Linked DNA regions of Hordeum vulgare: region 1 is linked to region 2. The links are chromatin contacts, called in public Hi-C maps. All regions are on one chromosome and are shown on one strand. Each heading gives the region's core, a stretch centred on a gene start, on an enhancer-like site or on the middle of the called end of the contact. The rest is flanking DNA. Distances are from core to core; before and after follow the strand shown. Region 1 holds the start of LOC123413649. Region 2 holds the start of LOC123412168 (probable protein NAP1).

Evidence for each region. A called contact is a pair of places that touch in the nucleus more often than the background predicts.
Region 1: a contact with region 2 is called in a Hi-C map of leaf, with 2.5 times the contacts expected there. The contact joins the promoter of LOC123413649 here to the promoter of LOC123412168 in region 2. A contact is called at or near these places in 1 of 6 Hi-C or Micro-C datasets (leaf) and 1 of 1 datasets of contacts at active chromatin or transcription factors (embryo).

The regions. Positions count from the first base shown.
Region 1 is chr7H:225,675,436-225,678,888 of MorexV3_pseudomolecules_assembly, forward strand. LOC123413649 reads right to left here and starts at 2,003. Exons shown (of 3, transcript XR_006613788.1): 1 at 1,302-2,003; 2 at 1-1,103.
Region 2 is chr7H:225,266,070-225,269,546 of MorexV3_pseudomolecules_assembly, forward strand. LOC123412168 (probable protein NAP1) reads right to left here and starts at 1,479. Exons shown (of 24, transcript XM_045105108.1): 1 at 1,317-1,479; 2 at 789-1,239; 3 at 593-667. The coding sequence starts at 1,157.

The DNA of each region.
Region 1 (3,453 bases), core at 753-3,252, 410 kb after region 2:
CTCTTTTGTTCTAAATAAACATGTGTCCATCTATATCTAAAGTGATTTAGATTATTTATTTGTATAGGAAAAATTAAGTTTTTGAGTTTCCTTTTAACCAAAATGAAATGACATCTATTTAGAAGTCAAGGCTCATTAATAAGTATATAAAATATAACTTGTGGACTCAGCATCAAAACATGTACCATTTTGTTCTTCAAAAGAAGAAAAGGAATGGCATGCATACTTTGCTAAAAAGCATGTGTACTTTTCTAAAAATGCATGGATGACTGTATTAATTCCTGTTCAGGCCTTTGTTGAAAATGAAATGAGTTTTTTTTCAAAGAGCTGTTATTGCAAGGAATGAATTTTTGAATGCATTGAAGATGAAAAAAACTGACAAAAGATCCGAAGTTATGCCCAGACTTCAGATAGAGAATTGGAACCCACATTAACAAATGTGATTCTTAATGGGGTGAAAGCCTAGTTTTTGATGACCATCAGAAAATTAGACACACTCGCTAGAAGTGTTCCGACCTTGTATAAAGCGGGGTGAAAGTCTAGAAGTAGGGTACTCATAATTTATCGGTTCCGACAGGGTGAAAATCTGGAAGTAAATTAGAGTGTAATCTCTCAGACCATTTCACAATTCAGAGAATTGCCTCTGGATTTTAACCCCAGGAATCACTAAACATGTACTAAGCCAAACTAATTCTTCACCATAACCAAGAATTCAATAAATAGTCTGACTGTACTGGACAAATATGTCGGCTAATGTACTTTCATCGCTACCAGCTGGCCAACACGTAACCAACATGTATCAATTTCTTTTCCAGATGTTTTGGCAAATTGACAAGGGCATGTTGTGCTGCAAGCTACTAGTATCGCGACCCTCCGAGAGAAAGAAAGAAAAACTGAATCATGGCATGACAATAATGTAAGAAAACAATCATGCAGAACAAAATATGAATCTTGGCATGACAATAATGCAAGAAAACAATCAGGAAGGCCAGTGGGGGAGAAGATGTGTGGATATACCTTGCCAACAATGATGAGCCAGCAGCCATCCTTGGAGTTGTATTTAGACACCTCCTCCAGGATCAGCGCCTCATCTCTCTTGCTCCCTGAAAACATAAACTCATTAAGCTATGAACACCTCGTACATGCATGGAGGCAACGCAACTCACAAGTATGGACAAGCAACACTTGTATCCGAAATAGAACATCAAATTTATACAACAAGGAATGTAGGGGAACCTAAAACAAGTTATAATTGGACCAATGTAGCAAGCAAAAGTGGAAGGCGGGAAGGACAGAGGTACCTCGATTCAGGAGGGGAATAAAAGTAGGACGGCGGCGATGATGGCGAAGATGTGCACGGTGGAGGGAGAAGCAGCGGCTGGTCTTTGTTGAACATGCAGGTCCGGTGGCAGTAGGGGTAACTAGTGGCATCCGTGGAGAAGCCGCGCCAAGCTGCAGGAGAGGCAGCTCGGACGACATCTAGTTCATGATGGGAGATGCAAATCGGTGGAAGATTTCCACGCACTCGGAGGTGGGAGGGGGAGATCTGGACGGAGTGCTTCACGGGCGAGGCGGATCTCAAACCACCGGCCAGAGGAGAGGAGGGACTCCGGTGGCCGAAGATCAGGCGGGTGGCGGCGGCAGCGTCGATGGAGAAAACCTAGGAGTTGGTGGAGGGTGGGTGTTGGGCTCTCTAAGATCTGTGAGGCTCCGCAATGAAATGTCGGTGGTGGAGACTAGGTCGCGCCCCGAACCCTAGCCGCGGGGGATGGTTGAGCGCGAGCGTTGGAGGTAGGGAGGGGCGGATATGGATGGAGGGATCAACGGAGCGGTACTAGGTGAGCTTCGCAGGATGCTGCGCGCAGGCCATGGCTGTCGAAGCTCGTCGGAATAAGGTCGTCGGAGGCGGCGGCTAACCCTAGGGCGTGGGAGCGCAGAGAGAAGATGCGGGTGCGGGGGAGAGTGCAATGGGAGGAGGTAGGGTTTGGGTAGTTGGTTGCGGGTGGGTTTTTTTTCATTTTTTCTGTATATATTGTAGATGGTTGGATGGATGTCAAATGAAGAGATGGATGAATGGATGGACGCCACCTCACCGATCCGTGTGATAACTAATTCCATCAATTAGAAAAGAGCACATGTAATTGTGTTTTTCTTTTTTTGTTCTTCTATTTTTTCACATGAAAAATTCAAAAACATATTTTTTATTCTACAGAGGGGTTCATATTGTAATGGCAAGCAATGTTTTCAAAGGGAGTTCTCATTTTCTTTGCATGAAAATTTCGTTTTTCCTTTTTCGAGTGTTCAAAATGAGTTTTTTTGTGAAGGACCTATCATATATTTTTTGCAAATTTGGTCCAAATCAATTTTCTAAAATACTAGGTCACATTAATGTCCAATTGAACAAATTGTTGGGTGCCAAAATCTTCCGGTCGACCTCTAGTGAAAAAGACAAATTTCCACTCATTCAGCTCGAAGCGGGTCAAATTTGAAATACAACTGCCTTATAGTTTGCTCATGATTTTTTGCAAAAAAACATTTCAAGGTACAAAAGTATCTATTTAATCGGAGAACAAAAAGTTTTCCAAGATTCAACCACTAGTTAGGAACAGACATCGAGGACCTACAATACGGGTATAAATAGAGTTACACATGCCGGTGACCATTTTGTGTAATGGGATTATGACCTTCTTGATAGGGATGGTCAAAATTTTATAGGGTTTGGACCCTCTTAGACACCTCATGACGTTTTCGTAAATTATAGTCATAGATCTATGACCAATTCAACTGTGGTCGTTATTTTTTGTCATGAACAAGTTTATTTCTTGTAGTGCTTGTGAAGTTTAAGACTTAGGAATTTTAATATTACACCTCTTCTAGCTCAAAAAAATTAGGATCATGCGGGTATTTTGAAATCTATATGATTCGAGTGTGATGGAATTCTGATTTGATGCCTCCTGTCTGAATTGATTTCTTCCGGGGAGTTGAGCTCCAAGGGGTTTTCGACACATCGTTATCATTCAGCTTACTTAGTATCTCAAGAAGCAGACCTTGAAACGCAACTATACTTTGCATGGTGGCAAATAATTCCGTGACTTTTCCCCAGTACTGGTGGAGATAGATCGGATGATCTACCTGGTTTGGTATCGTCTTTGTTTTGAAAGTCTGGGGTGGATGATTTTGCGGAACTTCTCGGATATGTGTTGATAGTTGCAGGAAAGGTGTAGCTGATTACATTGAGTAGGTTCCCCGACCCACAACATGATAGCATAACAAATAAAGATATCTGAAATTCTCACGTGGGGATTGAAGTAGTCACCTGGAAAAATCTTTCATCGGATGTATGTTGGGACATACATTTGTTCCAAGCAATTCTAGCTCAAACTGGACAATTGCAAGCGGCTTTCAATCATATGTTGTCGTCACTAATTTCATGGAAGCATTCTTACTAATTCT
Region 2 (3,477 bases), core at 229-2,728:
GGGGTAGACCGAACTTGACATGGGAGGAGTCCATAAAGAGAGATTTGAAGGATTGGAGTATGACCAAAGAACTATCTATGGATAGGGGTGCGTGGAAGCTTGCTATCCATGTGCCAGAACCATGAGTTGGTCGCGAGATCTTACGGGTTTCACCTCTAGCCTACCCCAACTTGTTTGGGACTAAAGGCTTTGTCGTTGTTGTTCTTTTGTATTGATTGAAGGTCAACGGGATTTAGGGGCAACCAACATAATTATGGTATCAAAAAATACTCTAGTGGAGCATTGGTCTCATCTCTGACCAATACATTGGAAAATAATGACTTAAGGAGGTTGAAACTATAGGCCTATGTCAATGTAATTCCATTTTTACAAATCCCAACGAGGATGCTCAATTACAGGGGTGCAGAATACAATTATGAAGCCCTATGTCAATGTAATTCCATTTTTACAAGTCGGGGGCTGCCTTAGGTCATATATATTCAAAATTTATCCTACCAGATGGCAGCACTTAATTGATAGTCAACAGAACAGAACAAAACTTGTTTATCCTGCCTGATACAATTAATTGTTAATCTCGGTAGTTGGCACATACCATGATCCATCGCTCTAGGTTTTGCATGTAACCTTCCGCGTTTTCATTCAAAGCATCAAGAGCAAACTTGTCTACCTGAAAGGCATAGTACCATAAGATTAAGCAAATTCCAGGTTGAGAGGATTTTATTTTATTTTTTGAATGAAAGGGGTTCCCAAAGGTTGAGAGGATACATCCGTATGGTCGAGACACTTGCCTTTTCAAGCTGCAGCTTGTTGGGATGCTCAGGAAATTTCTTGGACAAGGTGATGCAAATTTTGGGAAAATTCGGCATAACACCAGCTTTCCAAAATGCCTCTGAGAAGGTGTGCGTGTTTGGATCTGGATAGTCCAGGATGCTGTTGAGCCTGTACATCTTGGCCAGCAGCCCTTCCGCGACCTTGGAGAGCTGAACCACTGGCTCCATCTGAAGGTGCCTATGGCCACTCGCGGAGGCTTGAGGCCCGTCGACGCCCATGGTCCTCCAGCTTGCCGACGCCGAGGGAGATGACTCGTCGGCGGTCAGGTACTCCGACCACCGGGGCACGCTGTCCACTTCCTTGGATTTGAACGAAACGTGCGCCATCTCCTGATGGAGAGCAATTGCCGGTCCGCCGCGCCTGCCACTGGCCCTTTGTCCTCCGCTTCACCGGCCGGCACCGAGCTTTCTGCCGAACTGGCTCCGATTACCAAAACCTTCTCACGAATTATGCATTTCCTTGGAAGAGCAAGCGAGCAAGCTCACCTAGCAGACGCACGCCTGTAAGGAGGCCGGTGGCTTGCTCAGTGGAGCGGAGATCTCGCCGCCATTGCGAAGAAGCAGCTCCGTCGCTCTCGGATGGCTCTCCTCTGCTTCTCCTGAAGAGGGGGAGCAGTACGAGCAGTACAGCGACCTTACCCTTCTTTTACCTTTTTTTTATGCTTCGTCTTTACTCCTACGCATGACTGGGAGGACCGTGGGCCCGAAGTTCGTAACTGCGTTTGGTGAGCGGGCAGGGGGCGTGACAAGGCCTGGATCTCAACTGAATTTTAACCTCGCCGTCCACAAACCCCAAACCCTCACTCGCAAAATTTGGTGTTTTGACCCTTTGACCAAGGTTTATTCTGATCCTGGTTAAAAAAAAGAATTTGACCCTTTTTCCTACTGCCTAGGCGGTTGGCGCTATGGTTGCATAGCCTACCATTGAGGACAATGATGATAGATAACTCATCCGCGTCAGCAGCAACAAAAGCGATGCGTGCTTTTCGCCCCACTCTACCGTCGGGCTTCACGGTGATAGGCTGTCTTACCCTATCATCGGAGACCCTGACGGTTGGCTCTGAATTGTTATAAGCTGCACGGGGCGGTTCGCCCACTCCATCTTCTTCAACCCCGCGCCTCAAAAATATAGAGGAAGTTCCTCTTCCTCCTCTCTCAACCCCTCCACTCCTCATTTCGGATCTCTTCGTTTTTCATCTTTTTTGTAGATCGAGATGGCTCCAAAATGGGAGAAATAAGCTCTTTCAATCCCTTCATTTCGTTTTAATCAAAAAACTTTCGATTTGATGCATTATTTGGTACGAATGAACCCTATTTCCTCTAGTAGGTCAAAAGGTGGTGATCCTAGGTTTGTTTGGTTTGATTCTATATGATATATGTGGTTGAATATGAACCCTAGTAACTAGTTGGAGGGATTCTATCTAGTTTGAAGATGAACCCTAGTTCATGTTAAAAAGAAATGAATGAATGGTCATATGATGGATGTTGGAGGAATTCTAACTAGTTGGAGGGATTCTAACTAGTTGGATAAATATGATGGATATTGTCAAATGGATCATATGCATATAGTACAATGTTGAATATGATGGATTTTGGTAAATTATGCATATGCATATTTCAATTTTATTAACAAATGTTAAATATATATTTTTGTACAAATTTACAAATGTTAAATAAATGAATGATGTTGGTTGAATATGATTCATTTGCATTGATCATATTTATTGGATGAATATGATATGAATGTAGGTTGTATGTGATAATTGATGAAAATGATATGATGCATGTCCGTTGAATATGATATGATGCATGTTCATTGAATATGACATGATTCATTTGCAATTGTTTTAGGAGGCCCCACCTTGCGGAAAACATCGGCACTAAGTAAACATTGCTTGACCCTGGATTCGATAAGGGTCATCACGCCCCATCGAGAATGGAGTGGTAATAACTATGATCAATTTTTTGAACAAAAACATTGGATTTGTTAAAATAAATTACTAATTATTTTGCGTCTATATTTTGACAGATGCTCCCGCATGGCGGATGAGGGGTCACACGAAGGCCCTTCAGATGTAGTACGACAAGCGCTATACTTTGTACTCCGAGAGAGCCTGATTGTTGGATTTCGTGCTGCAATTCAAGCATGTGTCGTCGACACTCGTCCACTCAGCTCTCACAGCTTTGGTGGACTGGTGGCCGCCCTAGACGCACGCTTTTCCATCTCCCATGTGGTGAGATGACGGTGACCCTCGAGGAATTCGGCGTGATCACGGACCTACTGATCCAGGGCCATGCTCTCGCTAGGCGAGTGGAGAGGAACAACTGACGGGAGAGGGTTATCACCCTCATCGGCGAATGCCCTGTCATGAAGGGTAACCGGACATCCAATATACCACTCATGATACGGGCGAACCCGAGGGTGTCAATCTTTTCACACTTTGAGGGGGAAAAGGAGAGAAATCAAGAAAAAACACTCAAGGCAATCTCCGAGCACACATCCTCTAAAACCATGAAACACAAGAGGATACAATGATTTGAGTTCAACACGGGATATAAAGTAAAGATGATAGTTCTTCCCACTCAAAGAGATGGGTCCTTGAATCCTTAGAGGATCTGCCCTACGAAAGGGGCCTTGACATCCACT